2 separate regions of the Sus scrofa genome follow, and region 2 is linked to region 1. Evidence: chromatin contacts called from public HiChIP or PLAC-seq data. All regions are on one chromosome and are shown on one strand. Each heading gives the region's core, a stretch centred on a gene start, on an enhancer-like site or on the middle of the called end of the contact. The rest is flanking DNA. Distances are from core to core; before and after follow the strand shown.

The links. HiChIP or PLAC-seq counts read pairs in DNA pulled down with a chosen protein or histone mark.
Region 2: a contact with region 1 is called in an H3K27ac HiChIP or PLAC-seq map of alveolar macrophages. The contact joins the promoter of AGA here to the promoter of SPATA4 in region 1. A contact is called at or near these places in 2 of 2 datasets of contacts at active chromatin or transcription factors (alveolar macrophages and skeletal muscle).

Annotation. Positions count from the first base shown.
Region 1 is chr15:38,700,873-38,708,480 of Sscrofa11.1, reverse strand. It overlaps SPATA4 (spermatogenesis associated 4), which reads left to right and starts at 2,738. Exons shown (of 6, transcript NM_001177923.1): 1 at 2,738-2,955; 2 at 3,808-3,937; 3 at 4,320-4,438; 4 at 4,822-5,042; 5 at 6,751-6,864. The coding sequence starts at 2,738. LOC110257112 (a long non-coding RNA gene) reads left to right here. Exons shown (of 2, transcript XR_002339354.1): 1 at 1-20; 2 at 107-401.
Region 2 is chr15:39,710,799-39,718,406 of Sscrofa11.1, reverse strand. AGA (N(4)-(Beta-N-acetylglucosaminyl)-L-asparaginase) reads left to right here and starts at 3,841. Exons shown (of 9, transcript XM_001927332.7): 1 at 3,841-5,159; 2 at 7,427-7,580. The coding sequence starts at 5,042.

The sequences.
Region 1 (7,608 bases), core at 1,489-3,988:
AAAGGGAGACTTCATTACAGGTAAGAAGCCATGTATTGTTCAGCCAGAAATCAGAAGTAATGCCATGCATTCAACCAGAATTTAATAGAAGGAAATGGTTATGCAGATGCTGAAGAGTTAAAAGACTAAAACAAGAACACAGGATGAAAAGAGAGAGACCCCTGAGTGCTGGAGATCTGGAGTTCTCAGAAGCTGGAGCTTGGAGGAAAAGTCCTACAGACTGACTTTCGAAGGGGCGCTGGCACAGCGGGTACTGATTCTTGAGTCCCTCACAAAAGGGGTGGGTGGGTGGGTCCTAGATTAAAACGGGGCCTTGGAGTTCTGAGTGCCAGCCCTTCTCAGTGGTCGCTGAAACTTCTGAGAGAGAATGATGAAAACTGCTCCAGGAATGAAAAAAAAAAGTTGGACTCTGGCACCAACTGCCACTGGCCTGGGGACATTGATCTGAACAGTCCTTCTCCCTTCATCTGGCCTCCTAGTCTCACTCTCCAGTTCCCCCCATTGGCCAAATTTGATAAAACTCAGCAAAGGGGAAATCAGACTAAGTTCCAACTCCAGGGGGCAGAACCTGTATGAATGTATATGAAACAGAGATCTATTTGCTTAGCAATTGGCATATTTGCTACAATAAAAATTCTAGCTCCTTATCAAGACTGTTTTCAGTCAAGCCTCAATCTGTGTTCCTAACCTACCTCTCCAGCCATTTACCACCTAAATCTTGGGTTAGCTCAAATCATGAACAGTCTCTCTAACCCTAATCAGTTATTTGTTATTTCCTAAAATTCATTAAAAAAAAAATACTCTCATTACCATAGGAGTTCCCTGGTGGCATAGTGGTTAAGGATCTGGCTTTGTCACTTCTGTGGCTCAGGTTTGATTCCTGGCTGAGGAACTTCTGCATGCTGCAGGCATGGCCAAGCAAAACAAAACAAAATAAAACAAAACAAAAATCCAACAACAAAAAAACCCCAAACCAAAAAAACTCTTATATCATAGATCATATTGTCTGCTTCTGCTCACATAAGTCACTCTGTGTGCAACCATTCCTTCCTTCCGCTCTTCATTCCATAGAGTTCCACAATTGTCTTAGAAGCATCACTCATGTGTACTGAGTGTTTATTATGTGCACACACTGTTCCAGGCTCTTCATTCATTTAACTTGTCAACTTAATCCTCATCTCAACCCTGTAAGGTATTTCCTATTTATTTCCATCTTTTACAAATAAAAAATGGTAAAATAACTTGCCCAAAATCACATAAATAATAAAAAGTAAAGCTGGTGGTCCAAAGCCTGTGTCTTAACCCATTCAAATACTGCTTTACAAGATACACATCAAAGGTCACCTCCTCTGAGGACTCCTGTGCTCTCTCAGGCCAAATCATTTGCTTCCTTCCTGATACCAATATATTTTTTAGCATGGCAGAGCTTTTCAGAGTACATGATCTTTTTTTCAGATACTTATATATCTCTGTACCTTCTATAAATAATCTAGGGTACAGCTGCCTAAAAGAACTTTCTGCAAAGATAGTGATAGTGCAGTCTCTGTGATGTACAATGTGGTAGCCAACAGCCCCACCCAACTATTGAGCTGTTGAATGTAGCCAGTGTTACGCTTCTTCATTTTATTTAAATTTATTTAATATAAAACTGAATAGCTACATGGGGCTAGTAGCTAGGTATTGAATAGTGAAGATCTTATACACAGCAAAGCAGAGGACAGTAATTCCTCAAAATAAGTCCATTCAACAAATGAAAAACTACATTGGACAAAGAAAAAACACTGTACAGCTTCATTTTTGTCTTTCTAATACAGACTCACTCACATTGGTTTACTTTATTAATAAACGTGTACGAATAAGCATTCGACAATATACAGCTCTACTCTTTATATATCTATCCCATATTTCATCTTGCATAGTAACATATCTTCATATTACTTACACATATTATCTACATATCTACTTTTCTGCTGTAAAAGTTTTTAAAAGATTTTAACAACTTTGCTGTGTAAATATTTAGTTTATAATTATCTATGCTTGCTCTGCAATCTTTTTTTCCCTCTGTGTTGTTCACTGATGAATCCCAAGTGACTAGATTAGGGCCTGGCACATAGTAGGGACTCAAAATATTTGTCTAATGAATGACATCATGCATCCTGAGGCATCTTTGTGAAGTGTGAAAATCTAATTTACAAGTTGTTTTCAAATACCATGTAACTTTTATGAATATAATGTAATAATTAAGGAAATTGGTAAATTACATTGTGTAGACATAAAGCATTTATTCATTTTATTTTTGAAGATTTTTTTTTACATTGGCATTTTGGAACAAAAGCCCTATCTTTTCCAATTTCCAAACAAAACCTGTCTTTGTCCTCTGAAACGTTCTCACAACTTCCTCAAAATGCTTGACTGCAACAAGCCTTCAGCTGAGCAGAAACCACAATATTCAAAATGTCAATTTCTAAGGGAAGGCGGGGTGAGGGTGGGTAGCTCTAAATTGGTTACGCTTCAGGCCAATTAAAACTGAGATTGAAAGCTCGGGCCATGTCGAAGCTCCCCGGACCCACGTCCCCTCGCAGTGGGGCCAGGGATGTGCGTGCCCAACCAAGAGCGTCGGATAGTGAAGTGGAGTACGCATGAGGCCCAGGGCGCCTGCGCCGAGGCCCCGCCAACACCAGACCCCGCCCCACCGAGGCCCCGCCCCCGATGCTGCCATAGAAACCCAGAAAGCGACATGGCTGCCACCAGCCGGAAAGAAAGGCTTTTGAAGCTGCCGGCGGCTGCCTTACCCAAGTCACCGTCACTTGCGCCAGGTCCAGCAGCTCCCATCCGAGAGAGGCCTAAGAAGTGGCTGGTCTATCCACAACCACCGAAGAGCTCCCGCATGTCTCCGTCGGTTCTGCGCTGGCTCCAGGGCCTGGATCTCAGCTTCTTCCCTAGGAACATCAGCAGGTGCTGGAGCGGTCGGGCCCTGGCCGCCTGGCGGGCGCATCCGCCGGAGCAGAGCAGTCTCCTGGTCTGCGCCGCCCACCCCGCAGTAACGCAGGGGCTTTCCTGGGATTGCCTTGCCCGCTCTACTCCTTCACTCGTCACACGCACACGCACAAGCACACTCACACACTCGCCCCCTTAGGGAGCTGATCTGCAAAAGGGTGAAGCATTTCATTTATTCAATCAATTCTATCATTCCGTTTTAGACTCAGCTAATATAGAATGCGTTGGTGACAACCCCCAAATAAAATAACCTAGGCTCTTTTTCAGGGACACTGGACATTAGTACTAGTGGGGATCCGTTTACTTTTTATTAGCCATAGCATCTGGTTTGAAGGTTATTGGGGATTGAAAAAGTTGCTCCTTATAACTGAAGCCTCTCTGAGCATAACTGGCAGTTAATACTTGCACTGGGAATGCAAATTGAATTCCTTAAAAATAAAGGTGATGACTTTCATTTTGCAGGCAAGGGCTTTCTCTGGTTTACTGATTTAGGCACTCCTTAAGAAAAACATGCTTGAAATGTTCAGTGCCCCCAGTGGTATCACCTGGGGGCCTTGTTAAAATGAAAATTCAATATGAATTAATAGTTTGGGTTCATAAAAAGAACACCATGGCCTTTGGTGTGTGTCTAATCTTACTCAATCACTACCCCATAGCAAGGCCTCCTCGAAGCAAGGATGCATCAGACTCTACTTTTATAATTATCTTGTCGTCAGTATTGAATATTATATGGGTGTGAATTGATTACAAAATAATACAAACTATATATGTAACTACATTTTATTTCATTTCCTTATTGATATGGATCAGGGATTTTTCCAATGGCTTCTTGATCGCAGAAATATTCTCTATACATTACCCCTGGGACCTTAAGTTGTCATCCTTTCAAAATGGAACTTCTTTAAAAGTCAAGTTGGATAACTGGGCACAATTGGAAAAGGTAAATTAGCAGTTACCGATGCTTTTAACTTTGGAGAAGTTTGTATTTGAAGAGGTGTATTCCTGAGGTCTTAGATTTCTTGAAATGTGTGTTAGTGGCTGGGTGCTAGTTACCCAAAGCCGCTAGGTGGCATTTATTTCCTTGTATTAAAAAGGTTATTAAACTGTAATCTATGTGTCACCTATGAAACAGCATACTCATTTCAAGTCGGAGAGGGAGACCATGGTTGATTTTCTTGCTGAGTAATAATATCATTTAATAATTAACTTGTTAAACCTCAAAATATAAATGGAGGACAAACAGGGGGTGAAAGTGAATTCAAAGTAATTAGAGATATTTATAGAATTTTTTTGGTGAAAATATTTTTTTTCTTCTATTAAAGTTCCTGGCAAGAAAAAAATTTAAATTACCTAAAGAACTAATCCACGGAACTATTCATTGTAAAGCTGGAGTACCTGAAATACTGATACAGGAGGTGTACACCTTGTTAACACATCGAGAGTGAGTTATTTGGAATTTTCTAGTAATACAATTTAATATTAAAGTTGTGACAGTAGAAATCTTATTGCTAAAATGGGAGTTCCCATGATGGCTCAGCAGAAACTAATCTGACTGCATCCATGAGGACACAGGTTTGATCCCTAACCTTACTCAGTGGGTTAAGGGTCATGAGCTGTGGTGTCAGTCACAGACATGGCTCAGATCCTGAGTTGCTGTGGCTGTGGTGTAGGCCAGCCACTACAGCTCCGATTTGACCCCTAGCCTGGGAACTTCCATATGCCATGCGTGTGGCCAAAAAAAAAAAAAAAAAGAAAGAAAGAAAGAAATCTTATTGCTAAAATGTGACTTGTAAACAATATTTTATTTTATTTTTTTGTGTCCAGAATTAAAAGTATTCAGGATGACCTCGTGAATTTCACAGACTACAGTTACCAGATGAAATTGCCCCTGGTTCCTAGGTCGACAGCTTCAAAGTCTATTAAAGATAACATTAGGTTATCAGAATTAATAGGCAACCCCAACAAGCTCACCAATGAACTTAAAGTAGAGTTCCTCTTCCTTTTACAAATGTTGCAAAGAAAATTGAGCAGAAAACTGAATCCACGTAAGTTATCCTTGGAAATAACGAACTGAGTACTTCCAAGCCAGATCCTTAACTCACTGTGCCAGGCCAGGGATCGAACCTGTGTCCCATTGCTCCAGAGAAGCTGTGGATCCCATTTTGCCACAGTGGGAACTCCAGCGAGGCTATTCTTGAACACAGATGAAGGAAAAGCCTGCCACTATTCCTTGTTGCATGGACTGTTGTAATTTCATTTACTGTGACTAATTGTTATTAATTCAGTCATAACTTACTGTCCAAAGACTAATCTCCTCTACTTATTTGGAAAATTATAAATTTCAACTCTAGAAAGTGCTACCCTAGAAATTTTAACACGCATATTTTTCTTAGTCTAAAACTAATATCTTTACTCTCTTCCTCAAACCGTAAGTACTTTAAACACTAGGACAAGGAGCACTCCTTGCCAGCCCTCTACCCCACTTAAGTTCTTTCATTGTTCACCATTTTAGTTTTGTCAAGTTATTTTTTTTAAAACCACAAACCAGGTATCATTATTTTTTTATACCTGATGTTTGCTTACATTTAATCTATTACATCTGTTCATTGGTTCTTGTTGGAATTTCTAGAATGAAACACAAACAAATTCTGTTTGTTTAATCTTCAGGTTAAAAGTCCACCTAAGTGCAAAGCTAACACTGCTCTGTTGTCTTCTTTGGAACACAGTTTCTCTTTAGTCATGGACCCCTTAACCCTTCAGATTCTTGAATAGAATTATGTTATTACCAGCATTGATTTTTGAGTGTTCTGATTTTAAGCAGCCAAAGTAATTAATTGCGATAATTGCAGTTCTGGGAATGTTACTGCCCAGAGTGGTATTTAGCATAAATACCACTGGCTATGGCTTATGAATAGAAATAACCTTAGACATGTCTTCGAGCCTCAGTGAGAGTGAGCTGCAGAGAAGTAAGTGACCTTCAGAAGCACAGAGAAACTGATGCCCAAGTGCTGTGTTTGGTAAGAAATATGAGAAACATGGAATAATTTTGTCACTATTTGTATAGTATAAAAATGTTTGTGAAATAAAATACTGTATGCTTTTATTTATATGAAATATATAAATATGTAAAGCTAACCTATGATGATAGAAGGCAGTTTTCTTTTTAGGGGACTGAATAGGAGAGACAGGAGGCAGTTTGGGGTGCTAGTAGTGTACTATTTCTGGATCTGGGTAATGGCACCCCAGGTTTGTATTCACTCCAGAAATTCATCAAACTGTAAACATATGATTTGTTCATTTTTCTGTACACATTATTGATTAAAAGCTTACCCCAAACCTAATAGGAAGATAAGGGTATTGTTTTTAAAGTAACTTTCTTCCTATGGCCATATCCAAGGCATATGGAAGTTTCTGGGCCAAGGGTTGAATCCCAGACCCAGCCCGGTTCTTTAACCACTGGGTAGGGCTAGGGGTAGAACCGATGCCTCCACAGTGATCTGAGCCACTGCAGTCAGATTCTTAACCTACTGCACCTTAGTGAGAACCCCTAAAGTAACATTTTTAAAGCAACCATTTTGCACATCAGAGAGGTGACCCATTGGTGGAGAGGGTTACTAACCTGCGTCTTCACACCACCCTTAGGAATATGATCCAGCAGATGTCTAAATTTGCTTAATTTAAATTTGTGGTATCTTATTTTGACAAGGGCCATAATAAATTTTTAACGAACAATTTTGTGTTTATATTTTATAGAATGGTTTGAGGTCAAACCAACAGTGGGAGAATTAACTCTTGGTCACCGTCCAGCTCAAGCCTCTGGGTGCAAATACAAGGCAGTCATTTCAAGGGAAAGAGTTGTTCCTGATTCTCGTAAGATTTTTTTAAGTTTTTTACTTGTTAAAATTGATTTTTTGGTGTTCCTTTGTTCACTTAAATTTTTCAAAATAGTTAGAGTGTTGTTCTGGGCTTTGTCGAGAATGACGTAGTAAGTTGGTGTGTTGTGTTTTTTGATAGATGGCATAAAACTTTATTGGTTATATCAATGTTATGGGAGAACAGAGCTTGAGAATAGCAATCAATCCGCAATTACTAAGAATACTTTTTCAAATGTTTTTACCTAATATTAAATATTTGGAAAGGAATAGTCTTGCTAGCCAAGTAAAGAAAGGTGATAAAGAATAAACTCTTCTGATTATACAGGTGTCCCTGACTGCCTACTCTTAAAGGAGCCATTTCAATTTCTCCTTAAAAAAGTGAGTCTGAAACAGGGGAAGCTTGTTGGCAGAGCTCAAAACTCAGTTCTCCAGCAGCTGGATGATGAATCAGTCCGAAGGCAGATTTAGACAACCTGCCTACCAAGACTTCCCAATCACCTGAATGACAAAAAGCCACAAGTTTAAATCCTGTTAATTCAAAAAGCCTTTAAACCCTAGTGAACTATAGCCAAGCACAGGCTGAAATCTGTCTCTGCCTGACTTTTTCTGTAGAGCATGCGAGTTAAGAGTGGTTTTTACATTTTTAAATGGTTGAAAACATACATCAAAAGAAAAAGTTACTTCCTGACACATGAAAATCAAATGAACTTCAAATTCCCATGCTGATAAATGCAGT
Region 2 (7,608 bases), core at 2,592-5,091, 1.0 Mb before region 1:
CCTCCTAACATCCCTTGCCCACATTTTATGGTTTTGATGACTCTTTTATTTTTTTCTTTTTAATTTTATTTTGTTTGAAGCATGTTCATGATTAAATCTGTATGCTGGCTTATTTGAGTGACTGCTCTCTGATTGTATCTTCCTCAGTCCTAGTTCTTCCTCTTCTTCTTCTTCTTTTTTTTTTTTCTTTTCTTTTTTCTTCCCTTTCCTTCCTTTCTTTTTGGTTTAGAGAAGCCCTTTCAATATTTCCTTTAACCTGGGTTTTGTGTTGCTGTATTCTTTAAGTTTTTGTTTGTTGGGAAAAATTTTTATTTCCCCTTCTATTTTAAATGATATTCTTGCTGGATAAAGTATTCTAGGTTGCATATTTTTTCCTTTGAGCACTTTAAATATCTCTTGCCATTCCCTCCTGGCCTGTAGTGTTTCTGTAGAGAAATCAGCTGATATTCTTATGGGGGTTCCCTTGTAGGTAACATTCTGTTTTTCTCTTGCTGCCTTGAGGATCCTCTCTTTATCACTAACTTTTGCCATTTTTATTATGATGTGTCTTGGTGTGGGTCTGTTTGGGTTCAGTTTGTTTGGGGCCCTCTGTGCTTCTTGTATCTTGAATCCAGTATCCTTTAGATTTGGGAAGTTTCCAGCAATAATTTCTTCAAATATATTTTCCATTCCCTTATCTTTTTCTACTCCTTCTGGAATTCCTATTATGCGTAGATTGGCCCGTTTTATATTATCCCATAGGTCTCTTATATTGCTTTCCAGTTTTTTGATTCGGTTTTCTGTCTGTTGACCAGATTGAGTGATTTCCATTATTCTATCTTCCATATCACTGATTCGTTCTTCTGCATTATTCATTCTGGTTTTTACTGCCCCTAGTTCAGTTTGCATCTCTGCAAATGAATGTTCTAGTTTTTCTTGGCTCCTCCTTATATTTTCTAGCTCCTTTCTGAGGGTATCTGCATTGCTGTTCATATCTTCTCTTAATTCCTTCAGTATTTTCACTATTTCTCTTTTGAACTCCATGTCTGTCAGACTGCAGAGATCAGTTTCATTGTTGACTGTTTTAGGTGAGTTCTCCTGTTGGTTTGACTGGGGGTGGTTTCTCAGCTTCTTCATCTTGCTTGTTGTCTTCTTTCTCCTGAGGGAGTTGTACTCTCCGTTATCGGGTAGTGTTTGCCTTGTCACTGCCCTGGAATATTTCCTGAGGGCTGTCGTTGTTGGTCAATCTTTTTTTGAGGCAGTGTGGCTTTTCTGGAGTGTTGATGGGGCTAACAGTGTTTCTTTGAAGCAAAGGAGGACTTCCTGAGGGCAGACAGGACTGGGAGGTCCACCCCACGATGGTAGCAGATTTCACTTGGTTCTCAGCACCCCCTGTGGTCTTGGGCGGGTAGCAGGGCCCTTGGAGACTCAAGAGGTTCCTCCCCAGGGCAGCCCGACTCAGAAAGACCGTCTGAGATCTTTTCCCGATTCCGCCAGGCTTGTTGCAGCTTTTCTGGGCTGCAGGGGGTCCTGCCTGGAGCTGGCAGTCCTATGCAGCTGGTCCACTAGGTCTCAGCACCCCTTGGGGTCTTGGGCGGGTAGCAGGGCCTTTGGAGACTCAAGAGGCTCCTCCCCAGAACAGCCCGACTCAGAAAGACCGTCTGAGATCTTTTCCCAAGTCGGCCAGGCTTGTTGCAGCTTTTCTGGGCTGCAGGGGGTCCTGCCTGGAGCTGGCAGTCCTATGCAGCTGGTCCACTAGGTCTCAGCACCCCTTGGGGTCTTGGGCGGGTAGCAGGGCCCTTGGAGACTCAAGAGGCTCCTCCCCAGGGCAGCCCGATTCAGAAAGACCGTTTGAGATCTTTTCCCGATTCGGCCAGGCTTGTTGCAGGTTTTCTGGGCTGCAGGGGGTCCTGCCTGGAGCTGGCAGTCCTATGCAGCTGGTCCACTAGGTCTCAGCACCCCCTGGGGTCTTGGGCGGGTAGCAGGGCCCTTGGAGGCTCAAGAGGCTCCTCCCCAGGACAGCCCGACTCAGAAAGACCGTCTGAGATCTTTTCCCGATTCCGCCAGGTTTGTTGCAGCTTTTCTGGGCTGCAGGGGGTCCTGCCTGGAGCTGGCAGTCCTATGCAGCTGGTCCACTAGGTCTCAGCACCCCCTGGGGTCTTGGGCGGGTAGCAGGGCCCTTGGAGACTCAAGAGGCTCCTCCCCAGGACAGCCTGACTCAGAAAGACCGTCTGAGATCTTTTCCCGATTCCGCCAGGCTTGTTGCAGCTTTTCTGGGCTGCAGGGGGTCCTGCCTGGAGCTGGCAGTCCTATGCAGCTGGTCCACTAGGTCTCAGCACCCCTTGGGGTCTTGGGCGGGTAGCAGGGCCCTTGGAGACTCAAGAGGTTCCTCCCCAGGACAGCCCGACTCAGAGAGACCGTCTGAGATCTTTTCCCAATTCGGCCAGGCTTGTTGCAGCTTTTCTGGGCTGCAGGGGGTCCTGCCTGGAGCTGGCAGTCCTATGCAGCTGGTCCACTAGGTCTTAGCACCCCCTGGGGTCTTGGGCGTGTAGCAAGGCCCTTGGAGACTCAAGAGGCTCCTCCCCGGGGGAGCCCGTCTCAGAAAAACCGTCGGAGAATTAGGTCGATCTATTCACGGCCTGGCTAGGCTTGTTCTAGCTTTTCTGGGCTGCAGGCCTTTTCTAGGGGCCTGGTGGTGTTTGGTGCTGCTCTGTGGAAGTGTAGCCCCTCCAAAGGGCAAGCAGGCCTGTGCAGGGAGAGCCCCTGCGGTGGTAGGCTTCAGGCAATTGTTGAGGCCAGCCCTCCTGGATGGCAGGCAGCCCCAGGTTCGGCGAGAGCGTAGGGGGTGGCGGGGGTGGGGGGAGGGAATGCACTGGGAAGCACAGCTTTCTGCTAGCTAGCGGGCCTGTAAGCTTGCTGTGGCGTGGGGGGTATTCTATGGGGACCCACCCCTTCTTCTCTCCCCTCCCCAGCACGGGCGCAGACCAGGCTCTTCTCCCAGGTTCCCTCTGAGGCGGCTTTCCACTTCCCCGCCCCTAGAGTATTGCTCCCTTCCTCTGCGACAGCTTTGTTTTCTAGTCTCCCAGGCAGTCTCTGCCCCGTCAAATGGTTTAGAGACCTCCCAAGCAGTTTCCGCTCTTCCCCGCCCCCTAGCCCGGGGACTAATCTCTGGAGCCGAGGTCTCGGTGCCCAGCCCCCACCCAGGCGGCGCCCCCCGGCCCTTTCTTGGGGACTAACCTTCGGAGGCGAGGTCTCTGTGCCCAGCCCCAACCCAGGCGTCCCCCGGCCCCCTCTCGGGGACCAACCTTCAGAGCTGAGGTCTCGGTGCCCAGCCCCCACCCAGGCGTCCCCCGGCCCTTTCCCGGGGACTAACCTCTGGAGCCGAGGATTCGGTGCCCAGCCCCCACCCAGGCGTCTCAATTTTTGGTGACTGTGCCCGTAGTTCAGATGGTCCGTTGGGTTCTTGATCGTTTTTCCGTACTCCGACTTACTGCTACACTCTTCTCTGCATCTGGAGATTCCTCCCGTTCGTTTGATCTTTCCCCCGGTAGGAGACTTTCCAGGGTGCGGGATCCCTTTCTCCTCCGCAGTTCCCTTTCGGGAGCGCCCGTCCCGCTCGGATTCACCTTCTCTCACTCTCCTCTTTTCTCCCGTTCTGCCCAATAATGTCACGAACTTCTTGCCGTTATTGGAGTTTAGGTTCCTCTGCCAGCGATTGGTTGTTGTTCTGTGCGAGTCATTTCTTCTGTAGATGTGCTTTTTTTGTTGTGTTTGTGGGAGAGGGCGAGCGTGTCCCCCTACTCCTCCGCCATCTTGTCCTCTCTCCAGATGTGTGATTTCTATTTAACCTCTGGATGGCATTGCCAAAATTAACTTGTAAAGAGCTCTATATTTAACTGGCTTAAAGACAAACACTACATAAATCAAGTATACTTGAAGAAATATAGAAACTAATTCAAATGTTTTTCAAGTTCACGTGATGTAGGAAAATCCCCAGTAAATAAAACCTAATTTTGTCGATTTAATTACAATAGGCAAGTCTTTGGTGCTATCAGCATTAAATATAATACTCTTATTCTACCTCGGTTTACTAAAATATAAATAAGCTCATTATCGCTATTGCAGACTTTGTCATCAAGAAAGATAACTTAAAATTAGCTGTTACTGTGTCATGACATTTCCAAGAGCAAATCTAAATGTTGAGCAAGTAGACTAAATACATATGTAAAAGTTATAAATGAACTTTTCAACAATACTTATGTTTCATGGTATGGCTACTTAAAAAGCTTCCAAAATCTTTAACTTGCCTCAGTTCATCTTTCAACAAGGTAAAGTCTCCATTCTGCCTTCATTCAAACGTTTATTAAGTACTTAATGGTGCAGGCAGGAGGTAAAACACGTTCAAAAAGGAATGGAGGTGGCTTCTAGCCCTGGAGGTGCAGGAAGGTAGGTACACTTCAGTAAACTGTGCAGTTAATTTCTGCTTCTTCAGGCAGTTTCTTTTTCTTCCGACTCACAGATTAACAACGAGAGTACGTCCTACAAAAAGAAGCGGTGGAAAGAAGACTGAAGGCATGGGCGGGAGAAAACTAAAATAAACCTGGCTCTAAGCACTCACGTTTCACCTATACTTAACCACCCAGCTCTCTGCGGCCAGGAACCCCACCCAGCACACTGCGAGTGTCATAAATTTACCAACTCCAATTTTTAATAAGAGGCTAACAAGTTAAAAGCAAACTCAAAAGTTCCAAGGGTCGTGTAAGCCAAGGCTGTGTAATTTCATGCTAACTTTCGCTTGAGCATTAAAAAATCAAATCAAATCATCTGCGTAGACATAAAACGGAATTAAAGAGGAACCCAAGGCGACCCGGGGAGTAAAACACGTCTCGCGAGAGTTTGACGAGCCCGAGCCGGGCCCCAAGGAAGTGGGCGTGGGTCCAGGTGGGCGGGGCTCCGGGGATCGCGAGTTTTGGGTCGCGGACCGGGGATCTGCGGCGGCCACGGCTACTGTGACCTCTGGTGGCGGCTGTGACCTTTCTCAGCTCCTTCCTGGCTCGCAGCCATGGCGCAGAAACCGATCCTGCTGCTGATGCTGCTGCTCGGCGCAGCCCCGGTACGCAGCTCCAGCCCTCTGCCGCTGATCGTCAACACTTGGCCTTTCAGGAATGCAACCCAAGCAGGTGCGGGGCGGCAGCCTGTACGGGGACTCTGTTGCGACAGCTTGCGGGAGGGGCGGACCGCCGGCCTTCCCCACCGAGGTGCTGGGAGCCGGGAGGGCGGCGCCGGCCAGAGCCGGCCACGGGTTCCGCAGTCTCGCCTGCACCCGCTACGTCGCGGCGTCTCTTGCAGTTGACCATCCACCCTGTCGCTGCTGCATTTTAGAGCCTCAATTTTTGGACGACTCCCTCTATTCAGCCCCTATAATCACCAGTCACGAGATATTTTCCACTCTGCTGCTGACCTAAAGCAGTTATAGCTTTTCTGCTCAAACTCTTCCACTGAGCTCCTAGGCCGTCTTTTGCCTGACATCTAGTCTTTTCAGGGGTTGTGTTCCCTGCCCACCTCTCTTTTCTAACCCCTTACATCTAACCAATACGGTCTTCTTAAGCTTGACAAATGCCTAATAATTTCCAAAGCGTACTCTTCTTACATTTACATTTACTTTTTTTTTTTTTGCTACATGCTGACATGTATTTTCCACCTGAAATACAGGGTTCCAGTCTTGGTTATACATTAAAGTCATCCTAAGATCTCAAAAATCCTGTCCCTGGGCCCCACCTCCTGAGATTTTGATTTCACTGTGGGAACCAAAGTATCAGATTTTTTGTTTGTTTAAGCTGCCTAAGTGATGTTGATTTGCAGCTAGGATTGAGAACTACTAAACTAAAGTGTCACCTCTTCCCTGATTTACTGTCCTTAGGCTCAATCTGAGTCACATGCCTGTCTTATGTCCTTTGTTGTCATCCTGTACATACTATTATCTTGCCCTTTTCTTATTATTCTGTATACTGTTTCATTCAAGGCATACTTCCCTAGGGGTTGTTTCAGACCTCTTCTCTGCTGTTTGAGGCAGCTAATATCATCTTCTGGGCTGAACTGACTTTAGAACTTGATGGAGCCAAGTTTGCATGCTATAAGCAGTGTATATACTTCAGAAAAAATGAGGAAAAAGGCTGTGAGAGAAACTTCCAGCAATAATGAGACAGAAAAGAAAGTGCAGGGCTCCCAGGCAGGGGACGATTCTGGGTATGTGGCCTCTATTCAATTCTACAAATATACTTGCAAACTTGTCAGTATTCAGTAATGATACTTAAATTCTTACCAATACTAGCATTAACTTTCAAGGAATTCTGTTTTTACAAATGAATAAATTGGCCATTGGAGTTCCCTTGGTTAAGGGAACAGGAGCAGGTTAAGTATCTGGCATTGTCACTGAAGTGGCTCCAGCTGTTGCGTTGGTACAGATTTGATCCCTGGCCTAGGAACTACCACATGCCGTGGGATTTCCAAAAAGGAAATCAACCATTGAAGGGTTTTATTTCCCCCCTTTTTTGATGTGTGGAGCTCTGCAGAGCTTAGTTTAATGCTAAAAGCATGGCCACTGGAGCCGAAAATGACTACTTTTGAATCGTGGCCTCTGCTACCTACTAGCTGTGTGACCTTGACCAAATAACCTCTCTGGGTCTATTTCCTCCTATTTAGAATGAAGACAGTAATTGTACAGTACCTCAAAGATTAAGTGAATTAATTTACTTGAAGTTCACGTTGTAATTATTTGCTGTTACTCTTTGTGACTGAGACTTCCTATGATAGATGTTACTTCAATAAAAACATAGGCATATATATACACATTTTTTTCTTTTTATGGCCGCACCTGTGGTATATGAAGTTCCTGGGCCCTGGGTCAAATTGGAGGTGAAGCTGTGGCCTATGCCACAGCTGTGACAACACGGGATCTAAGCCGTTTCTGCAACCTATGCCATATCTTTAACCCACTGAGCAAGGCCAGGGATGGAACCTGCGTTCTCACAGAGACAGCATTGTGTTCTTAACCTGTTGAGCCACGTGGGAACTCCCATAGGTATATTTTTAAAAATCTGATTATGCAGAAGAAATTGATGAAGCTCTGATTTAATGAATTTTCAATTTGTCTTTTAGTAGCTTAAATTGTAATTTCTTTTTAAACTGAAGGAGAGAATACTTATTTTCTCACACACAGTAGAAGCAGATATTAATAAGTGAAAAACCTCTCACTTTGCATCAGTAGCCAAGTGTTTGATCTCTTCAAGGGAAAGGGTTGTTATACAATTTTGTCTATATCACTCTTCTTTGCTATAACTTAGTGTAAATGTGAAAACATTCTTTAAAATAGGAGTTTTCAGGATATTTTTGGTTTGTTGCATTTGGCATTGAAAGAAAAGTCAGTATATTGGGATCTGATTACCAGCATGGAGGACATTAGCATCTGGAGGTTCTGCGCTGGATGCGGTTGAGAGTGGCTGTGCGGCATGTGAGAGGGAGCAGTGTGATGGCACCGTGGGCTTTGGGGGCAGTCCTGATGAATCTGGAGAGACCACGCTGGATGCCATGATCATGGACGGGTAAGAAGGCCCTTCAGCAGAACCTTGT